Linked DNA regions of Mus musculus: regions 1, 2, 3, 5, 6 and 7 are each linked to region 4. Evidence: chromatin contacts called from public HiChIP or PLAC-seq and promoter capture Hi-C data. All regions are on one chromosome and are shown on one strand. Each heading gives the region's core, a stretch centred on a gene start, on an enhancer-like site or on the middle of the called end of the contact. The rest is flanking DNA. Distances are from core to core; before and after follow the strand shown. Region 1 holds the start of Rassf5 (Ras association (RalGDS/AF-6) domain family member 5). Region 2 overlaps Rassf5 (Ras association (RalGDS/AF-6) domain family member 5). Region 3 holds the start of Dyrk3 (dual-specificity tyrosine-(Y)-phosphorylation regulated kinase 3). Region 4 holds the start of Slc41a1 (solute carrier family 41, member 1). Region 5 holds the start of F730311O21Rik (a long non-coding RNA gene). Region 6 holds the start of Dstyk (dual serine/threonine and tyrosine protein kinase). Region 7 holds the start of Ikbke (inhibitor of kappaB kinase epsilon).

The links. Promoter capture Hi-C pulls out the DNA fragments that hold promoters and counts their contacts. HiChIP or PLAC-seq counts read pairs in DNA pulled down with a chosen protein or histone mark. Capture Hi-C pulls out chosen DNA fragments and counts their contacts.
Region 1: a contact with region 4 is called in a promoter capture Hi-C map of embryonic stem cells, with 2.6 times the contacts expected there. The contact joins the promoter of Rassf5 here to the promoter of Slc41a1 in region 4. A contact is called at or near these places in 7 of 39 promoter capture datasets (the C10 cell line, embryonic stem cells, hematopoietic stem and progenitor cells and 3 more) and 1 of 115 datasets of contacts at active chromatin or transcription factors (pancreatic cancer cells).
Region 2: a contact with region 4 is called in an H3K27ac HiChIP or PLAC-seq map of thymic regulatory T cells, with 5 times the contacts expected there. The contact joins the enhancer-like site here to the promoter of Slc41a1 in region 4. A contact is called at or near these places in 1 of 39 promoter capture datasets (liver), 2 of 115 datasets of contacts at active chromatin or transcription factors (regulatory T cell precursor and thymic regulatory T cells) and 2 of 9 other capture datasets (embryonic stem cells and liver).
Region 3: an H3K27ac HiChIP or PLAC-seq map of embryonic stem cells shows a contact between it and region 4, with 2.8 times the contacts expected there. The contact joins the promoter of Dyrk3 here to the promoter of Slc41a1 in region 4. A contact is called at or near these places in 1 of 39 promoter capture datasets (pre-B cells) and 4 of 115 datasets of contacts at active chromatin or transcription factors (astrocytes, embryonic stem cells and extraembryonic endoderm stem cells).
Region 5: a promoter capture Hi-C map of liver shows a contact between it and region 4, with 2.6 times the contacts expected there. The contact joins the promoter of F730311O21Rik here to the promoter of Slc41a1 in region 4. A contact is called at or near these places in 3 of 39 promoter capture datasets (liver and pre-B cells) and 1 of 115 datasets of contacts at active chromatin or transcription factors (pancreatic cancer cells).
Region 6: a promoter capture Hi-C map of liver shows a contact between it and region 4. The contact joins the promoter of Dstyk here to the promoter of Slc41a1 in region 4. A contact is called at or near these places in 1 of 39 promoter capture datasets (liver) and 1 of 484 Hi-C or Micro-C datasets (CD8 T cells).
Region 7: a promoter capture Hi-C map of liver shows a contact between it and region 4, with 3 times the contacts expected there. The contact joins the promoter of Ikbke here to the promoter of Slc41a1 in region 4. A contact is called at or near these places in 4 of 39 promoter capture datasets (embryonic stem cells, hematopoietic stem and progenitor cells and liver), 1 of 484 Hi-C or Micro-C datasets (CD8 T cells), 4 of 115 datasets of contacts at active chromatin or transcription factors (bone marrow-derived macrophages, large pre-B cells, memory CD8 T cells and 1 more) and 3 of 9 other capture datasets (embryonic stem cells, liver and macrophages).

The regions. Positions count from the first base shown.
Region 1 is chr1:131,243,771-131,246,586 of GRCm38.p6, reverse strand. It overlaps Rassf5 (Ras association (RalGDS/AF-6) domain family member 5), which reads left to right and starts at 1,409. Exons shown (of 6, transcript NM_018750.4): 1 at 1,409-1,898. The coding sequence starts at 1,457. It overlaps Gm28913 (a long non-coding RNA gene), which reads right to left and starts at 1,497. Exons shown (of 3, transcript XR_878525.3): 1 at 1,221-1,497.
Region 2 is chr1:131,183,136-131,186,202 of GRCm38.p6, reverse strand. The region is part of intron 2 of Rassf5 (Ras association (RalGDS/AF-6) domain family member 5); the gene reads left to right. It also overlaps a transcript of Eif2d not described here. Among named protein-coding and RNA genes, the nearest start is that of Eif2d, 31 kb to the right of the region's middle. Within about 2 kb of position 1,437, at least 133 of the 459 cell types and tissues checked have an H3K27ac peak or open chromatin away from gene starts, as enhancers often do. A contact at or near this core is called in liver, regulatory T cell precursor and thymic regulatory T cells, where this site is marked.
Region 3 is chr1:131,136,537-131,139,507 of GRCm38.p6, reverse strand. Dyrk3 (dual-specificity tyrosine-(Y)-phosphorylation regulated kinase 3) reads left to right here and starts at 1,274. Exons shown (of 3, transcript NM_145508.2): 1 at 1,274-1,428. The coding sequence starts at 1,352.
Region 4 is chr1:131,826,503-131,829,565 of GRCm38.p6, reverse strand. It overlaps Slc41a1 (solute carrier family 41, member 1), which reads right to left and starts at 1,554. Exons shown (of 11, transcript NM_173865.3): 1 at 1,173-1,554.
Region 5 is chr1:132,340,430-132,343,254 of GRCm38.p6, reverse strand. F730311O21Rik (a long non-coding RNA gene) reads right to left here and starts at 1,325. Exons shown (of 4, transcript XR_878527.2): 1 at 1,188-1,325; 2 at 854-944.
Region 6 is chr1:132,415,783-132,418,746 of GRCm38.p6, reverse strand. Dstyk (dual serine/threonine and tyrosine protein kinase) reads right to left here and starts at 1,294. Exons shown (of 13, transcript NM_172516.4): 1 at 877-1,294. The coding sequence starts at 1,141.
Region 7 is chr1:131,278,267-131,280,966 of GRCm38.p6, reverse strand. It overlaps Ikbke (inhibitor of kappaB kinase epsilon), which reads left to right and starts at 1,404. Exons shown (of 22, transcript NM_019777.3): 1 at 1,404-1,636; 2 at 2,180-2,268. The region is part of intron 1 of Gm51644 (a long non-coding RNA gene); the gene reads right to left.

The DNA of each region.
Region 1 (2,816 bases), core at 160-2,659, 580 kb after region 4:
AGAACCCTGGAGATTAAAATGTAGGCGAATTTATAGACAATTCCAGGTCTGGTTTCAGAATCCCCACACATTCTATACATACATTATTGCTCCCAATACTCTAACCTGAGGGTTCTCATCCCTTTTATAAGGTAGCTTGTGTGCAGAGAGAACCTATGCATTTTAACCCCGCCTATATTAAACACCGGTACTGTGAAAGTGTATATGAATCATTGCTATCCAGTATTATTTAATAAGTAAGGAGAAAGAGTGTGTACATGTTCACTATAGACATGCCCCTCCCCCAATATTTCTACCAGTGGTTTGTTGAGACCCAAAATACAGAATTTTTGAATTTGGTGCAGTGACTCTATTCCCATAGTTGCTTGCTGGTGGCTGCCACTAAATCAATCAAACCTGTAATTTAAGGGGGGCAGGGGGAGGCGGGAATGTGAGCTAGGCCTAAGTCAGAACCGCAGAACTGGAAAGAGCAAAGGCGCCTGCAGCTACAAAACCAGCCTGTAGAGGGCCCAGGACCCTTGCTAGCCTACGACCGACCGACCGGGCACAGGTTCGAAAATCCACAGTCCCACCTGTTCTCTATCCCTTGAGACGGCACTGTGGACAGGCCCACTAGTTATTACCATTACATAATTTTCAAGACCCAGTGCAAAAAGAATAGGCCGGGTTAAGAATTAGGATTTTCAAGATGGTGGCGACATAACCTTAAGCCAGACAGGAACCTATGGCGCACCCCTTGGTGCTGGTAGGATGCGGACTTCTCCACCCTGCGCCCCTGCTCAGGTGGACCTTCCATACCAAAGGAGGTGTGTAAGGGATTGGCATTCATTTCCGCAGTGATTACTCCAGCAACTAAGGGGGGAGGGGCGTAATTCGGGAGGAAAGTTCCTGTCCACCCATGGGGCACAGAGAGGTCTCTCATGATCACCGGATCACCAAGGATCACCAGTCACTCTAATCCCAGTCTTCGGGGAGGGGCAGTCTATGTAGCAGAGGTGAGAAGGGAGAGAGCTGATGTAGCCAGCTTCCCACGGGCAGCTCGGAGAATCCGCGGGCCGCCTTACTGACAGCGGCGGGCTAGCTCCTGTCCCGGGGCCACACCAGGTTGCCAAAGCCCTGCCTTCCCACCTGCTCCCCGCCCCGCCGGTGTTAGGGCGCCCTGGGAGACGCCCAGAGGGGACGGGGCAGAGCTGAAGACAGGCGCAGGAGCCGGCGCCTACCGAGCTCGCGAAGCCTCTCGGGTGCTCGGACCTTCACCACCGCCTAGTCGCCGAGTCACTCCTAAATCCACGCGGCTCCGACCCGCAGTCACGCGTGTTGCCCTTCCGGCCTCTCGGTGGGCTCCGCCCCGCCCCGCCCCGCCCGCGGGCTGCGGGCCCTTTAAAAGCGCGCTCGACCGGAGCCGCCCCTTCTGTTGGCCAGGCTCGGTAGCTGCCGCCGCCTGCGGGCCTTGGCCATGGCTTCCCCGGCCATCGGGCAACGTCCCTACCCGCTGCTCCTAGATCCCGAGCCGCCGCGGTATCTGCAGAGTCTGGGTGGCACCGAGCCGCCACCTCCCGCCCGGCCGCGCCGCTGCATCCCCACGGCCCTGATCCCCGCGGCCGGGGCGTCAGAGGATCGCGGTGGCAGGAGGAGTGGCCGGAGGGACCCCGAACCCACGCCCCGAGACTGCCGACACGCTCGCCCTGTCCGGCCCGGTCTGCAGCCGAGACTGCGGCTGCGACCTGGGTCACACCGACCCCGCGACGTGAGGAGCATCTTCGAGCAGCCGCAGGATCCCCGCGTCTTGGCCGAGAGAGGCGAGGGGCACCGTTTCGTGGAACTGGCGCTGCGGGGCGGTCCGGGCTGGTGTGACCTGTGCGGACGAGAGGTGCTGCGGCAGGCGCTGCGCTGCGCTAGTGAGTGAGGGCGGGGAAGGTGCGCGAGGTGAAGGGCTCTGAGCCCGGGAGAGGAGGCCATTGCCTTTTGTGGCCAGTCCGAACTTTTAGGCAGGTTACCTTTGGAGACAGCTGCTGTCACTGCCTGGCATCCTTTAATGGCTGCCCACTGACCAGAGGTAGTTGTATGTGTACAGTTACGTATCCTCAGACGGGTTTGAGCCTTCTCCCCCGTGCGCGTAAACAAGCTTGTTTGTAGGTTGGGACTGATGGCTCTCCACAAGGTCATTGTGTCTTACGCACACCCTCTTCTTCCTTTAGTTGTGAGTTTTAAAAATGAGGTAGTGATATTGACAACGAAGTGAGTATTTGACACTTATTAGGGTTAATGGGGAGATGACTCGGTGGTCACCTCAGGTTCTCTCAGGCTCTTCCTCCTAGGGAGCTGTTGGCATGGGAAGCCTGGTTAGGCTTTGAATGGAAGCAGGCTGTGAGGCTGAAAGATGCCAAGGTCACCTGCACCTGAGGCCTCCTCAGCCCTCCACACCTGGCTCAACGCTCTATACTCTGCTCCAGTGTGTGACTGTGCCTCGTGGCCTCCTCTTCCTCCTCCTGTCCCCCTGCACCCGCCTTCCAGCCCTAAAATCACTAAGCTCCCCGCCAGTTCCTTCCTTCCACAAGGCATCCCCACTGGCCTGCTGGCTTCTCCCAATCTTACTGTAACACTGGGCACCAGTATAGAGAGTTTCTGAGCAAGTCTGCGCTCTTTTTAGGGCTTATCATTACCTCTCGCCAATGGTGAGTCTGTATCCCTGTATAAGTCTCCTCCCCACCAACCCAGGGATCTGCTGTTGCCAGAGGATACTCATACCCGTGTGTTTACGTAGCTCCTTTGAACATATGAAGCACGCAGTGCAATGACAGCTTCCGGCAATCATC
Region 2 (3,067 bases), core at 188-2,687, 640 kb after region 4:
ACTGCAGATGGGCAGACAGGAGTGAGACCATCAAAGTCACAGGCAAGGAGAACACTTGGACACATTTTAGGAGAGTGACTTTTTTTTTTTTAGAACTGAGGTTTGTGTGATTTAGATCAAGCCAAAGCCAGCACTGAGGGTGGACACACTCTCCTCTGCCTCCGCCCACTGTCACTCTGTGAACTTGGCTGGAGATTTCTAGAAGCTACCGGCCTCACTCCTTAGAGGGTCATCCTTAGAGCAGAATAACCAAAATGAAGATTCCCGTTTGTCTCTGATTGCACTGTGGACCTAGCCAGTGTTGCCTTGAAGATAAAATACAGCAAAGTCTGACCTAGCATAAAGCTGTCTGTGCTGGGGTTTTTTTTAAAGATATTTTGACTTTATTTGGTTTTTTGAGATAATAGTTCTGATAGTTCATTATATAGACCAGGCTGCTCTTGAATTTGCAGTGATCCTCCTGCCTCTGCCTCCTAAGTGCTGGGGTTATGGGTGCTTGCCACCACTCCCAACCCACTGAGGGCGTTTTAATAGATATTAGGGAATGGGGGGGGAGGGGATCTGTGCTCTTATGACTGGCACACAGCCTGTCACGTGGTTGTCATGCCTCCACTTTATAACTTCCTTACTGCAGTACCTTCAAGAGCTTACAGTGGTCACAGCCTTTTGTGGCTTAGGACGTTAGACAAGCCAGCTTTTCAGCAGTACCATGGATGAGCCAGGCATGCTGAAAACAGCTTAGCTGCTGCCAGGGATTAGTCAGAGAGAATCAATTCCATGTTGCAAGTCCCAAGATGGGTAAACTCTCGGAGAGACACCTGACAGGATAATACCTAGATTTACTAAATTATAAGAGTTCCCCATTCTGTTTGGACATTGGGGAGCCCCAAGACATAAGCGTGTATCTTCCTGGCTTCTGCCTTGTGTCCATCATTAGAGAGACACGTCCTGCACTGTGAGGGCTTGAGATTGTGTCAGATGAACAGAAACCAGAGCCTGCCTTGTCCTCGGACACAGCGGACTCTGCCTTTTAGGTAAAATGTGGGGCCAGCTTTTATCTGTTGGCCCCAAAATAGTAGCTCTGTAGCTGGATGGAATTGTTGTGAACTCTGCAACATGTTGAAATCATCTAATAGATTTCAAAAATTCTTGTTCCCAGACTACACCCCAGATCAATCCCAGATCACTCTCTAAGGAGAAAGTCCAGGAAACCACATTTTTAGAAAATCCCCAGATGACGCCAATGTGCTTGGAAGTTTTAAGAGTCCATAATCTAGATTCTACGGTGTTTCCCAGGTGGTGGATTTTGAGCTCCTGGACGGGGCTCACTGATTGGCCTACTTTGGAAAGTGATTCATTCCATCTGTAGGTTAGATCTTGCCTGGCAGGTTCAGTGTGGGCAGCAGCCAGACTGAACTGGGTGCTGACATTTGGCGCTGACATTCTATGTGAGCAAGGTTCACAGTGTTGGGCACACACAGGCTGCTGACGCTCCTAGGTAGATGGAGCTCATCGACCGCCCCCCCCCCCCAAGACCAGATCTTCCAATGCTGAGGTCAGGAATGCCATCTTCTGCCTTGGTCTGGAAGGTACCCATGGCTACTTGCATCATTTTCCAGCCTTGTGGAAAGGGAACAGAATAGATCGGTTGATGTAATGAATAAAAAAAGTGGAACAGGAAGAAGAAACCTAAAGCCAAGGCAGCTGTGACTCACTGTGGTCCAAAGTGGGCGTGGAAGCAGGCCTTCAGCAGCCACAACACAGCTGCTTTTTCAACAAGGAAATGGCTGGAACGGAAAACAGAGGTCTTCCAGGGACTTCTAGAGTTTTCCATCACTTAATTCTTTTTTTGTAGATGAATATGAGAATGTCCCAGGAATGACAGTCAGCCTGCCTGAGATGAGTAGAATGAAGGCTAAAACAGCAGCCACCCAGCTACCCATTCTGACTTGAAATGACCAGAGAGCAAGGCAGGGCCATAGCCAGGCACATCTGGTCCATAGAGAGGTATCCAGCATGTGGAGACTGGAAATGGAGAGTCCCAGAAGTGAAGACAAATGAGAGGAATCCGTTTGGAAGCCTCCAGATGAATGAGTCAGGTGAAGACAGCCTGTGAGGCTCACGTGAGTTATGCACTTTAAGCAAACAGGAGATGTCCCAGCAACTATTTTCTCTTGGGCATTCTTCAAGATCAAGTAAGAGGACATACTGGCAGGCCCCTACATCCTGCCAGCTGCCCTCACTCCAGATGTTAGGAGTCCCTCTTTGCCAGCTTCATAGATGATGCAAAACCCACTGGGATGCCTAGAGCTGGACCCACTGATAGGCCAGCTTAGATGAATGTTCCACAGGCCAGGTCTTGTTTTATCATCTGTTCATCCCAGGCCTGCAGTGTTAAAGTTCAGTGACCATTACTGGTGTGGTGGGGTGCTGATCCCGATAGCAGAAGGGGCTGCCCTAGGGTGGCCACATGCTCAGTTGAGAACTTGACTCCATGCTTATATGGACTTCATTCTTGCTCCTACTTGGCTACTCACTAGCAATGGGCTATCAGCATATTTATTTTCTATGTTCATGATCTTACAATAGGAATGCCATAGGTAGTGTGTCAGAGAAGGTATCTGGACCACCAACCCAGTAGTTACCATCAGGAGCTGTGGGTGAAAAGTGCACAGGAGCAGACCATGCAAGAGCCTCGAATGAAAGAGGATGTCGGCTCGTCTCTGTGGAGGGCTGGGAAGGTGGAGCCATACAGACCCAGCAATGCCCACTGCTCTTGGCAGTTTCCTGTGCCCTATAGGATTGGCGAGTGGGAGGAGGAAGTGCTGATGTGCTGTGCGTGTGATGAAGTCCTACAAATGGGCATGCTGAAGGGAAAGGCCAGGCATGAGCTCTGTTGGTGAGCACCCCACTGTGCTTCACTTGGTGGTGGGGACAGTGTGATGTGGAAACCGTTGTAAAATTCTTCAAACCAAACCCCAAGCAGGTATCAGATGCTGTCGAGTCATCCTTCTCTGGGCATCTGCTGTCTGATGTACTAGAGATGATTCCTGACTGCCCAAGTCTG
Region 3 (2,971 bases), core at 25-2,524, 690 kb after region 4:
CTCTGTATCTACTCCCCTAACCCGCTGGAGGCAAGTAGAACAGGAAGGCTTTAGCTTGGCTCTAGAAGATGCGCCTTAAAGACAGAAGGGAAGACTTGCAGTGATTCGAAATGAGGTAATTAAACATGTCCAGGCAAGTCCCAACCAACCCTTCCGGTAGTAGTCTGGGGTGTTCACCTCTTAGAAGTCCTGAGAGCAGGATCAGTTAGTAGAATTTTGTAATCTTGGAGCGGGGGAGGTGCCTTTGTTGCCATGGAACTCTGTCTACAAACAAGAGTCAAAGAGCCCAATTTAAAAACAAAAACCCTAGGAAAGTAAGATTGCACTGGTTGTGGATGAAAGAGAGACAGAAAACTTCTAAAAGATCATCATTGAAGAAAACATTTTTACTTATATCACAGGCTAAGTCAACACTGAACAGATGAAAATAAAGTGTCCCAAATGGACAGATTCTTAGCTGCAAATAGAGTGTGGATCTTCTGAGAACAGGGACTGTGACTTTTACGAACCCCAAAAGGAGCCTCGGTTGGACATTTGAAGATTCGTGGAATTATGCTCTATGAAATAATTTCCAGTGTGCACCAGGTGGCGTGCGCCACCGATGCGTGGAAGAACCTTTGGTTTTTGTTTTGTTTTGTTCTCATAGATCCAATGGGCTCATCCTATGTGTATGAGTTTATGCCTGTGCACCACATACGTGCCTGCTACTCTCAGATGTCAGAAGAGGGCATTAAACACCCCGGGACTAGAGTTATGGATGGTTGTGAACTGCCACGACCGTGTTGGGAATCAAATCCGCTCTTGCAGAGGAGTTTTGCAGCCTTAGGAAATCTGATGGGCACCAAGCTCAACACAACCGCCACTTCTGTGGCTTAACAGCCTTTCTTTTCACTTCCATTTTAACTGTCGAAATAGACTTAACATGGACGGTACTTCTCAGAAAGAGTGAGGTACGCTTTCACATATTAAAGATGCGCAGAGCTCTCCAAGCGGTCTGCTGAGCAGGCAGGCTGTGCTGCTGATACTCCCATGTTTGGTTTCACGGCTAGGTGAATACGAAGAAGCGTAGGTTCCAAGCCAGTTTCCTCTTTTGCAAAAAGAACTGCGAGCACACCACCCAGGAACAGCACGCCCCTCGCTCCGCCTCCTCCCCGCTCCCTCCAAGGCGGCGTTGCGCAGGCGCGGCAGGGCGTGCGCGGTTGCTAAGCGACGCGGCCGCTCCCGCGTGGTCTCCCTGCGGACCGCGCGAGCCCAGTGCCCAGCCTCGTCTTGTAGCGAAGCCAGCAGGTGCGGTGCTGGAGGCGACCCACCGGGCCAACCGCCGCCTCTGTGTCCGCGGGGCGAGCTCGCGATGGGAGGCGCAGCCCGCGATCGCGGGAGGAAGGACGCGGCGCTGCCGGGGGCCGGGCTCCCGCCGCAGCAGCGGAGGTAACGGCGCCCGGGTAGGAGCGGGAGGACTCCTTGCGGGTCTGGGCTGCCTGTCCATCAGCGCGGTGAGCGGGAAGGGCGGGGGAGGGCGGGCGGGACGGCGCGGCCTCCGGAGAGCTGGGTCTGGGACCTGCGCGCAAGACCTGCGCCCTGTTGCTCCGAGAGTCTGCCCAGCCCGCCCTGGCCCTGGGGTGGAGCAGCAGAGACCCGGGACCTTGTTCCCCATGTGCCGCTTTTGGGGGGGGGTCCCTTTCCCCCTCCGCATCGGGCCCTGGCTAAAGGAACCCAATCCGCTCGTTCGCGTCTGGCTGTTACTCTGCAGATGCGGTGCTGGTGTGTTTCATCGTGCAGTATGGCAGAGGCCGGACCTGTCTAGAAAATTGCCTGTTATCAAAACATTGTCTGAACCTCAATATATTTTTTAGAAGATATTTTAATTTCTTGTGGGATGTTTTTAAAGCCCTCCTTTATTCCTTTAACACTTGTGTTAAACTCTATAAGTATTTTTTTTTAATAAGACAGATCTCAAAAGTGACTGAAAAGATATTTTTTTTAAAGACAATGAAAAATGTTACCTAGTCATGGTTGTGTTAGTAGTATATAATCTGAGATGGTAACATGAACCGGTGACCAGAGTGACCCGCAAATCCGTAGTCTTGGGAGCAGATAAAATGCATTATTCAAGGCCATCTTGTGGCTTTAGTAAATCCTGCCCATTGTTTGTGTGCCTTCACTGTGGAGGACCCACAGTGTAAAGACAGAACCATTCTGTAGTCCTTTAGCATTTTAAATATCTCCATATGCCAGGAAATGAAGTGGGAACAGAAGAGAGATTTGGTACATCGTGTAACTTAAAGCAAAGCATCGGGTGGGTTCCTGTTGGCTGCCTTTTTTCACTAGTTAGCTTAGCTGTAAATGGGTGCATAAAATAATGAAGAGAAGACAGCTGTTCTGCTAGTCTTCTCTTCTTGTAGTCTGAGAGTGTAGACGTCCTTTTCTTCCCATTTACCTGTGAGGCTGTTCAGAGGGGGAAGGTAGCACAGCCAGGGGCTGAAACTAGAATAGAGGTGTTAGACTTGCATTCTAAAACAAACCTCTATGTTATGTTTATTTCTTTCTGCTTTTAGGTTTCTTATTCAGTTCAAGTTAATTGGTAGTCCCTCATTTTTTGAACAGCATTCGATTACTTATTATTTGTTAGTTAGAGACAGGGTCTCTTTATTATGTAGCTTTGGCTGTCCTGGAAGTCACTCTGTAGACCAAGCTGGCCTCAAACTCAGCAGAGATCCACCTGCCTCTGCCTCCTGAGAGAGGGATTAAAGGAGTGTGTCACCACACCAGTCTGTTGTAACTAATGTAAAATTGAATCCAGAGATTTTTTTTTTCCATTCTTTACAAAGAAAAAGGAAACAGATGTGTTGGTGCAGAGGTGGAGGCAGGTGGATCAGTTTGCGTTCGAGGCCAGTCTGCTCTACACAGCAAGTTCCAGAACAGCCAGGACTATGTAAGAAACCCTGTCTCAAAAAAACAAAAAAAAAATTAC
Region 4 (3,063 bases), core at 305-2,804:
GAGAGGCTGGTCATTGAGGGGAGCATCCCTAGACCTCTAATTGTCCTAGCCCCCTGCTGGGATGGGAGAGGAAGCCAGGAGAACTCCCCAGGCAACCGGGGCAGGGCAAGCCGGCCAAGACCAAGGCCAAGAACCAGAGGCCTCCTTCTTACTCTTGCCCTTGAAAGTCGAGTGTTACAGAAACCACAGGCTAAACCCTGGTCCAGGCTGCATTTACACTTCTCTCTATGCTAGATCCTGTGAGCCTGTCAGATAGGACCCGGCAGTTAACTAGATTGAAGAGACAGAGGGTGAAGCTACTGTTTATTCCTACATTTTTGGTTGCCTGGCCTTCCCCCTTTCCTCTCGGGTTACTGACAGCCAGACATGGTGTAACTCTTAAAAACAAAAATATCATCGGTAAAAGGTGTAGAAAGAGGAAAGAAAAACAAAGTCAGGCAAATCCAAGTGTCACAAGCTAATATGCATTTACTCCCAAATCATGTCTGTCTTTGCCTGCCCTGCTTTTCTTAGCTTAAAGGAATCCCCACGAATTGCCACCAACTTGTTGCATTTCACCAGCATGGCTCTCAATAGTAAAAAAAAAAAAAAAAAAAAATCCAGAGGGTTTTGCAGGTATGATGAACAGGCTGTTAGTATTCCAAACACTCACAATTAGTCAACTCCAGTTTGGTTAAGGCAGAATCAAACTCTAGGGCCCAAGTTATGAGTCTTCCACTAACTCGGTCACCAGCCAAGCCACCTTAACACAGCACCGTTGTTTTCAAAGATCCTCACTAGTCAGCCAAGAGGAAACACTCAGTCTGAGTCCACCGCCCCCGAGCCAGCAAAGTTTCTGAGTTCCTTCGCTAAAACCTGACTGCCCCCTCCCTCCCGTCTTTCTGGCAGGCCACTTTGACCTGGAAGGGGGCTAGCAAGGGGAGCAGGCCAGTCTCTCAACTACATCAGCAGTAAAGCCACTACCGATGGGCCTCAGGCTCTAGGAAGCCGCGTCTCCTTTCCAAGCGGGGATGGACAAAAAAGCCCGGTTTAGGTATCCCCAACTACAGGGGTGGGGAGGAGGAGTGCCTAGTTGATTTCCGCCGACTCCCGGCAACTCAAGACTGCAAAAGCACTGCGTCCTGGAGTCCCCCGCCCTCGTCTCCCTCCCTCCCAGACCCAACAACACTGACCTGCGCCTTGCTGGGGAGAAAGGGCGCCTGGAGAGTGGTAGCAGGGGCCCGCGGAATTGGGGGATGTAGGGTACCCCCTCTTCTCATCACTCCTCCCCCTCAGCCGTCCTCCTCGAGCCCCCGCGTGTTCCCCGCTACACCCCCAGGCAAGGCGAGCGTCCAACCGCGACACCCGGCTCGCTACATTTCGCTTCTGCCTTCCTGTGAGGCCGCCGCTCCGATTCCACGAGGGGAGGTGGCCTGGTGGGGGGCGATCAGGATATTCCGCCTCGGGCTGGTGTGGACCGGACTGGGCCTGAGATGCCGAGCTCGCTCGTCCCCAATCGCCTCTTGCCCGCGGACTTGGACAAGAGTGTTTGGCTGTGGGTGGCAAACGTGATCTGGGGCAGAGCGGGTGGTAACCCCCCTCCATCAAGAATAGAGTCAGGATGGACAACTGCATCAGCCAATCAGAGCAGGAAAAGGGGCGGGCCCCGCCCAGGCCCCGCCCATTTCCCCGGCGTTTCTTGAGCTGGGGGCGGGGTGAGGGGGAAAACGCAGCAGAGTGACGGGAACTCAGAATTGGAGGGTGTTGTGGGCTCGCGGTGCTCAAGCGCGGGCGGGTGCTGCGCTCCTGAGTTCCCACGGCCTCTCAAGGCGAGCGTTCTGCTACGCATGTACTCCTGAATCTTGACTATCTCTAGTGAGCCTCTGGGCCTTCCAGAAGACCCGAAACCACCCCTTTGAGCCGGCCAGCTGGCGATCGCCCGGGCCGCAGCAGCCATCGCGTGTTCCTTCTCCACGCCCAGTCCCTACCTTCTTCCTGGGCACAGTTCCTATTCATCAGGCTCCTCATCTCTCCTTCCAGGTTCCTTGTTCCTCTGGGCGACTGACCGAACCTTAATCTGCCTTAATAAAGTTCCAGCCTTGATAGGGGTGGGGATGGGCAGACTGGAGGGAAAATTTGGTAGACTCATGGCTGGGGCTACACACACCAATGAGGTAAGGGCGGAGGGGAGCGGGGGTTTCCTTTGACCCAATCGTGGCCCCGTGGGAGAGAAGTCTCCATCCCGGGCGAAATGAACGCCAACTTTCCCTGACGCACCTTGTGGAATCAAAGTGTTTTCATCCTCGCTTTTGCCACTTCCTCCCTGGGGTGTCTTCACTTCATCAATCCAAAATCAGTACCAGTTAGTTCTCTTTGGGTTGTTTTTGTGAAGGGGATGTGACCTCCCTATAAAGGAACTCCCATTTCCAGCCTTTCCCCCTTCATCGGTAGAGTCTATAACCAGAGGTTCCTTTCCTGTCACCTTCTTCCCTAGAAATGTTCCTTGGGGCAACTGAGCATTTTTCTAGACCATAGAGCCTATGACCAGAGGTTCCTTTCCTGTCACTTTCTTCCCTAGAAAGGTTCCTTGGGGCAATTGAGCATTTCTCTAGACCGTTGAATAAGGATAGGATGTATATAGGAGAGAAAAAGAGTGCTGGCTACTGAGCACACATGCTCAACAGCAACTGGAGAGGGCCATTCCTTTGGACAATGATAACAAATGTAGCCACAAAAACCTGTCCCCACCTGCTAATCCAGCAACCCCGGGCTCAGCTCCGCTGCTAGGATATCAAAGGTCTATATTTTTTAAGGGCCCAGCAAATGTCACTGTAGTTGAACTCCAATTTTGGTTTCACAGCCAAGTCTATGTTTGGATATGGAAGTTACTCCTAGATTGGGCAACACTAGGTCTTCGCCAGAAGGACCAGTTTTTGTGCACAATGAGTATAGATTGAGAGGAAAACTAAGACTGATTATATGGCTGCCTGAGTGTTGGCAGTCTTAGCCCTTGGGAGACAGAAGCAGGAGACTCTACAAATATGAGGTCGTCTGGGTCTACCAAGAGACAGTGCCTCATAGTTA
Region 5 (2,825 bases), core at 76-2,575, 510 kb before region 4:
GGCTACAAAAACAACCCAACAATAAGAAAGCTATTAAGTTATTCTTATTTTAAGTCATTCTCCAAGCCAGCTAATTTGTTTTATTTATTTATTTATTTATTTATTTATTTATTTATTTATTTATTTATTTATTTTTGAGACACAGTTTCTCTGTATAGCCTTGGTTGTCCTGGAACTCAATCTGTAGACCAGGTTGGTCTTGGATTCATAGAGATCTGCTTGCCTCTGCCTCCCAAGGACTGGGATTGAAGGTGAGCTCCACCACACCCAGTTTAGCCAGTTAATTTTACTTTACTCCACAGAGCAAGCAAGCAGTGTGGGGGACAGAGGCAGCAGCTGGAGAGGTACATTGGGGTCAGGTGGTGACCTTTGACTCCTGTGCAGGCTGGCCTAGGCTGTTGGTACAGCACTCTGGTGGCAGAGGTGTGGGGATGGTGGCAAATTCAAGTCCAGCCCAGGCTGTGGCTGTTATCCAGTTGTTAGAGTGTTTACCTATCCAAAGATCTGCACCCAGTAGGGTAGCAGACAGCACCCAGTAGGGTCTAAAGATGGAGTTTCGTGGAGGGGCACTACAGGAATGACATCTGAACTCTCACCAAGGAAGGGAGTCAGTGACCCAAAACAAAGGTCTAGATTTGGTCCTTAGCTCTATAGAAACCTGGCATGATGGGGGAATGCCCGCCTGTGAGGGGGAGCTGGGGAGGATCGAGAATTCAAGGTCATTCTCAGTTACAGAATAAGGTCAAGGTCAAAGCCAGCACAAGCTATAAGCCTATCTACCAAAAAGAAAGAAAAAGAGAAACAAGAAGTCCTTCACCTTATAAAAGTTACAATTTCACAAGGACTTACTTACCTCTCCTCCCCTGGACCTCCAGGCTTTGAAGGGCAGTGTATATTCTGTTTAGTTCAGGACTCCCGGGGTTCAGCACCACACCCAGTATGCACTAAAGGAGGAAGAAAACAAAGCATGCTTGACGACCTGATTTCTAGGGCACACCTGTCTCTCTTACCAGACTGAGAGCCCCAGAGCTCCCTATGGTGACCCTAGAGACTCACATCAGCCCCTGCTCTGCTGAGTATCCTGAGGCCACCTTTCTTTCCCTTTGGGGGGTCATTTCTACCCCCAAATACATATCTTAAGATTTTTCTCCCAAGGCCTGAACTCCTGCTGCCCCGGCTATACTTACTTGCTGAGGCTCACCCAACCCTCCAGATTCACCCCACAGCTCCACACCCTCAGCCACCCCCCTTGGCCCAAAGTGAGGGGGGTGGGGTAGCCAGATGATCTCAGCACCTCCTGCTCTGACATCCTCTCTGGGGACTTCAGGCGTCCCCTGCCTCCACCCAGTGTCACTTCCTCATTTTGGCAGGAACTCCACTGATAATCTCGTTCACTTTCCACCACTTCCTGTGTTTTATGTGAATCCTCCTGAGCTCAGCTACAGAAGATGAGTCTCTTGGCTGTAAAGATAGCCCTAAATGTCTAAAGGCTTCCCACTAGGTCCTGGGAACACTCAGTTTTGTCTTCGTTTGGTTTGGTTTGTTGTTTTGTTTTGTGCTTCAAGACAGGGTTTCTCTGTGTAGCCCTGCCTGTCCTGGAACTTGCTCTGTAGACCAGGCTGGCCTCAAACTCACAGAGATCCACCTGGCTCTGCCTCCTGAGTGCTGGCATCAAAGGTGTGTGCTACCATCTTCCAGTTTGCCACACTCACCTTTTTAAAGCTGTCCAGAATGGGAGATTCTCTCATCCTGTGGGTCAGTAGCCCAAGGCAATAGCCCAAGATCTTCCTATTGTCTAACCTCAATCTTCCTGATGTTAGGATTTCCAGATTGGGAAAACGAAAATACAGGACACTTACTCAGTTTTGAGTTTGAGGGAGACACTGGGTAAAAATTCTAGTTAAACATCTCCCCTTCTATATCAGAACAAAAGTCATTTGGACTTAAAGGTGTAGCTTGGTAGTGTAGCTTGGTGGAAGCGCACATACTTAGCATAGACTTAGGGTCCTGGGGAAACAGCTCAGACAGCAAGACTGCTTGCTTTCCAAGCATGAGGGTTTGCGTTCAAATGCCAAGCACTCACGTAAAGAGCTGGGTGTGCCTTTGTGACCCTATAACACCCGGACTGTGGGAGGCAGATGGAGAATCATTGGGGCTTGCTGGCTGCCGGCCTAACTTCAGGTTCAGTGAGAACCCTGTCTTAAGGGAATAGGGAAGAGAGCAATAGTCAAAACTCCAATCTTCAGGTCTCCACATACTTAAACATGGGCATGGACATCCACCTACCCACATGAATATCCATGCATGTTCTCTCTCTCTCTCTCTCTCTCTCTCTCTCTCTCTCTCTCTCTCTCTCGTGCGTGAATGCGTGTGTGTGTGTGTGTGTGTGTGTGTGTGTGTGTGAGTGTGTGTGTGTGTGTGTGTGTGTGTATGTGTGTGTGTGTGTGTGAGAGAGAGAGAGAGAGAGAGAGAGAGAGAGAGAGAGAGAGTGTATGCACCATGTGAGTGCCTGGTGCCCTTGGAGGCCAGGAAAGGGTGTCAGATTGCCTGGAACTGGAGTTAGAGACAGTTGTGAGCCACCACGTAGGTGCTGGGAACTGAACCTGTGTCTGATGTAAGAACAAGCGCTCTTAATGGCTGCAGCATCTCTCCAGTCCCATACTCAGCATAATCATGTGAATATTCTCTTTCTTTTTTATATATTCTTTTTTTTATAAACAGGCTCTCACTCTGTAGGCCAAGGTAGCCTCAAACTTGTGATCTTGCCTGTTCCTCTCAAATACTAGGAATATAAGCATGTACCATCATGTCAGGCTCCATTTTAA
Region 6 (2,964 bases), core at 45-2,544, 590 kb before region 4:
ATGGCATTTTTAATACACTCCTGAGGTTATTTTAATCTACACTGCAGCTCGAGAATCACTAAAGGCAAACCAAGGACATACCTGCTGTTAGGTTGTGCCCCGTCTACCTACCCACATGGAAAGTCAGTGGCTTCTCTCATCAACTTCCTAAGGAGAAGGTGGTAAAAGTTAAACCCTCTAGTTCCCCACCAATTGCAGTTCAAGGAGGATCAAAGATCTTGCAGTATTTAAAGTGATCTGAGGCCTCTGATACATCCCGAGGGGTTGGAGGAGAGGGGGGAATCAAGTCAAGAAGGGCAAGTTTTTCAAGGGCTCAGGGCCGCCCCACTCCACTCCACTCCCAACAACAACAATAACAACAACAAAAACAACAACAAAACATTTCTTAACTCCTTCACCATAAGTAACATCTCTGACCAATTAATTTCTAACACCCATTAAATATCCTTTTCTTTGGCAACTCCAAATCCTATTTAGAGGACATCTTCGCAGGGCTGCCTCTTGACTGGATTGCAAGCACTTTACACACCCAAACCCCGCGCGCTCACACACTCACATACCAGTGCAGTCCGAAGGCGCCCAGAGACTTCAGAAACACCCAACCTAACACCTAACCGGGGACTCGGTCCCCATACCAAGCACCCCAATTCAAAGCAACTTTCTCACCTCTCCGCTTAGCCTTTTCGAATTCTGCCTCCCGGTCTCGAGCCCTTGCCACCTCTCCCCAGGGTATCCTCCCACCTCATCTAAGATCCCCGAGGCCCAGGCCTCGCGCCGCCCCGCGGCCCTCTCCTACTGGCCGCCTCCTCCTGGAGTTGTTTTGCTGACGGAGATGCCACCCTCCGATTTTCCTCTCTCCATCGGGCCTGTCCTTACCCGCCGGCAGCGGGGCTTCGGCGACGTCGCCGGCAGGGCCAAGCTCGGCCGCTCCGCCGCCCGCGGGGGAGGAGGGACAACTGTGGCTGTGGGAGCACTTGATGTCGCGGAAGAACTTCTGGGTCTCTCGCAGGTTCTGCCGCAGCCGTCCCAGGTAGCGGCGGTAGCGGCTGAAGCCCCGGCACAGCTCGCGGATCATTCCGCCGCCTCCGGGACCCGGGCCCGACACGGACTCGCCGGCCCATGACTGCCCGTCGGCCTCCATCGCTCAGCCAGCTGTCTTCGCGGCTGGCTGAGCCGCTGGCCCGGCCCCCTCCTCCCGCCCCCTAGCGCTCAGAGAAGGCGGAATCCGCCTCCCGACGCCCCTGCCGGCGCTCCGCGCGGCCTCCAGCCTCCGTCACTGCCGCGGCTGAGCAGCCAGAGCGCCTGGCTCCGGCCAGAACCTTACTCCGCTCCCCAGCGGAGCCAGGGACGAGCTCACAGAGGCACCGTCGCTGCGCGGGCTCCTGGGACTTGTAGTCTGGGCTGGGTGGAATGCCACAACGCCCACAGGGAAGCAAGCTAGCGGGTGGACCCTACTGATCCCTGTGCTTACACTCTTCTCGTTTAAAAGGTGTTCTTGCACTGTACACGAATTCCTAAGGAAAGGCAGAACCCGCAGAGTATGAACCCCGGCAGAAATGGGGTACCTCAAATCTAGGAGAAAGAAAGATTTTAATAAGTAGAAGGAAATAAGGCCGAGGACAAAATATGTCTGTGGTTACCCCAAATGGTTACAACAGATAATAGAGAATTGGTTGAAAATACCCGGAGAATAGTGAAAACTCTACTGTTTGTGTTACAGTCTACTTTTTCTTTTCTTTTCTTTCTTTCTTTCTTTCTTTCTTTCTTTTTTTTTTTTCCTGCTCTAGATGTGGAAAGGGGGTAGGGGTGTGAAAGGGTGGGTGAGACCTAAGAGAAAGGACAGTTGATTTCTTGTACAGTCGGCAGGGGTAAGGGGAAGTTGAAGTTAGTAGCCTTCTAAACTGATTATCTTAACAAGGCTTCTGTCAGTGTGCCAGACTTCCATCGACGCAGACTGTCACGGACTCCATGACACACAAGCCACAAACGGGACAGAACTTGACACCAGTCACCTCTTCACCTGATTGAACTTTGAGTAACTTGGGCTCAATGTGAAATGTGAAGGCTTTAACCTGTAACTTGTTGCACTTTTTAAAAGATCACGCATTCAAATGAGCCTGCACTTTAAGGTAGGCTAGCTGCAAAAAAGGAGCCCTGTGTTCCTTCCCATTTACGCCTCCCTTTGCACATTCTGGCCATTTCTCTTCTTTGCAAAGTTGTATTCCCCTTGCTTTCCAAAAGGCTTGGTAAAACAGAAGTGAGAACACAAATGGAAATTAAAAAAAAAAAAAAGGTTGATAGTGTAAGAGCACTATTTAAAAATAGAACATGGGCTGGGTGTGGTGGTGTATGCCTTTAGACTCAGTACTCTGGAAGCAGAGGCGTGAAGGTCTCTGTGAGTTCAAAGCCAGCCTGATCAACAGAGTGTGTTCCAGAATGGACAAGGCTACATACATAGTGAGACCCTGTCTCTATTCTAACAAAGCAATGCAGGATGAGTCATCACAAAGATTTCTAGTTAGGGGATCAGTGGAGAGAAACCTTAGGTTGGAGGAAGAATCTATCTGCATGAGATACACATGGGAAGACACAATTGTAATCCCATCGCTCAGGAGCCCAAGGAAGGGTAATCCCAAGGGTATGGCCACCCTAAGCTACATAACTAGACCTCATTTCGACATCACAAAACTAGTCTTTATTAGTACTTTATATTTTAGAAATAATTGGGAGAAGGCTGGAGAGATGGCTCAATGCTTAAGAACTCTGACTGGGGGCTGGGGAGATGGCTCAGCAGTTAAGAGCACTGACTGCTCTTCCAGAGGTCCTGAGTTCAATTCCCAGCAACCAGATGGTGGCTCACATCCATCTGTAATGGGATCCAATGCCCCCTTCTGGTGTGTCTGAAGAGAGCGACAGTGCCCTCAGATACATTAAATAAATAAACAAATAGTTCTGACTATTCTT
Region 7 (2,700 bases), core at 155-2,654, 550 kb after region 4:
TGCCATGCCTTCATATCACATCCAGCATCCCGCATCTCTGGGATTAGATGCCCATGTCTCCCTTTTCTGTCCTGAGCACAGTGCCTGCTTCACAGGAGATACTAGGCTTGGCTCTTGTGTTAAAAGGTGTGAAAATCCCTGGGTGGAAAAGGAGAATAGGCTTGCCAGTGAAAGGAGAGTAAGAGTGCAGGTTCATGGAAGAACATGAGTATAGCCTGCAGCATGGTCAAAGTGACACTGCAAATACCTCGTGGGCCTGAGGGGTACCCTTACCATAAAAGTAACCCAGACTTTCTAGACTGATGGAGTAGCCACATTGAACAGGTCCACCTTGCTAGAAAAGGGGGTCTTACAGCACCTGTTAAATAATGTGCTAGAGAAAATGCATGCTTCTGTCCTCTCCAAGTCCATGATCGACAAGTGCAATCCCCCATGTTCTTGCCAGGTGGAAACCTGTAACACACAGGCTGGAGTGTGGAACCCTCAGGTCTGCCCCTCCTGGCCTCACTGTGAAAAGCCACTGTAAGGGCTCTAGCTGTCACATTATCATTGGGTGGATCTGTCAGCGACAAGCTCCGGGCCTGTTCTTGCCTCTCCTCCCTGTGGTGGGGTGGGGCTGGCAGAGGAAATCACCAGGTGTGGCCAGGGGAAAGTCCCACCAACATTCTAGAGAAACATGGAATTTCCTGGGTTTTAACCCCTTGTCCAACTGCCCACTCAGAGCTGACCAGAGCAGCACAGCCCCCCTTCCCGGCTTCCCAGGATATCTGGAGTACTGGCTTATGGCTGGGAAGGTGGGCAAATTACTAAAGGTGTACAGAACTTGATACCATCAAACATGGTCTGAAAAAAAAAAACCACTTCCCAGATTCTCCATCCCCCTGCCATCCATACTACCTAAAGCACACAGTGCATTTGAGTGGCTGTGGTCAGAAAACGGCACCAGGTGGGAGCAGGTTTTGCTGTGTGTAAGGTCAGAGTAGGGGCTATGATCTGGGTGTGTACTTGTTCTTGAAAGCTCTAAAGGAAGATAAGTCCTGTCCAGCTTCTAGGAGGGGCAAGCACAGGTCCTGGCTCTTTCTAGGCAGTTTTCAACTTGGTTAACTTGTTGGACTTCTTTAGTTAACTTTAAGCAGAGCTTTGAATTTCCCTCCAGAGATGCCAGCATAGTACTCAGTGGCCTGTCACAGAGCCCCCAGCCTCCGTTCTTGGCTTCCTTGTGGCTCAGGCGATGGCCCTATGGCTTCCACTTGACAACTCACAGAATCCTCTTTCCCTTTACTGAAGGGGGAGTGGAGGTGTGTGTGGCAGCCGTTGAGATGCCTGTCCCTTTAAGAGCGAGAGGAAGGGAGGGAAAGAGGAGGGGAGAAAGAGAGAAAGAGAGAGAGAGAGAGAAGTGAATCAGGAAGTATGATAGTTAAGAGCCTGGGACTGGGTACCCCACTGCTCTCAGAGAGGCAGGAAAGAGACCTTCAGGCTCAAGACCATCACCTGCTTTGCCTGTGGATCCTGGGGGGCCCCATAGCTACCAGGATCTTCTAGGCACTGCCCAGGATTGACTTCAAGGCCTGAATCCCTGGGGGTGCCACCCAGTTCCACAAGTCTGCATTGCCCTGCAACTGAGATAGGAGATGGGGTGAGTGTGTAGTGTCTGTGGAGGAGGGTGGTGTGGGGAAGCCAGTGGGGCAGCTTCAAGTCAATACTCAGCTGAATGCCCGAGTCCTGTGTTTTTCTTGTGGTTGCTGGGAGCCTGGTAGTGTTCTGCACTCCCTCTGTGGGAAAACACTCTCAGAACGGACTGCTTGGAGGCCAGTGAGGGGCAGGGACCATGATGGCCCTGAGAAGAACCATGATTGGCCAAAAAAAGCTCCCCTCCTGGGCTCTGCTTCTCAACATGCTGATGCAAAGCTGGGGTTCAGCTTTGGGGGCCTCTACTGGCCTCTGCTTGGGATCTTTCCCCTGGGGCCCAAATAACCAGGAGAGGTTTCCAGAACAGCTGGAAAGAAGCTGGACACCGCCCCCCCCCCCCCTCTGCTCGCTTCAAGAACTGTAGGGAAGGTGACAACAGGAACAAGTTAAAGGGCTGGGACTGGTGGCCTTTGATGGGGCTGAGAATCAAACAGCACAGCAACAGCACGAAGGGGCCTCTCATCCACCCACCCTTCTCTTTCCGGTGTAGCTCAGCTCCTGGACTTGCCCCAGACAGAAAGCAAAACACACACTTGCCAGGGAGAGTCTTTGCCTGATTCTGAGCCACTTGGAGTGCAGGTATGTGTATCTGCCACAGAGGAGCCCCCGAGGAGGATAGGAGTCTGTGGGCAGGCTGGCGTTGACTCACAGAAGGCTGCTGTGCTGCACCTTCTATGCACAGAGGGTCTTGGGGATGGGAGGGTGGATGGGAGGATGATCCAGAGATAATCCAGATGTGCCACAATCAGAGCTTCTAGGTACAGAACCCAGGGCCATGCTGCCCATCTGGGATGCTGTTCTGTGCACCTCACTGCCCGCCTTCCTGACTGCAGCTATGCTTTGCCCCAGTAGCAGGGCTTGGTTGAGGACCAGCCTAGGTAGAGTCATGAAGGTGACACAATCTGCTGCCCCCAGCTGAAGGTGACACAATCTGCTGCACCCAGCTCCCAAGACTGCAGCCTTGGCCTCCACTTCAGTGCCCTGTCTGAGCCTTGCATTGGGCTGACTCCT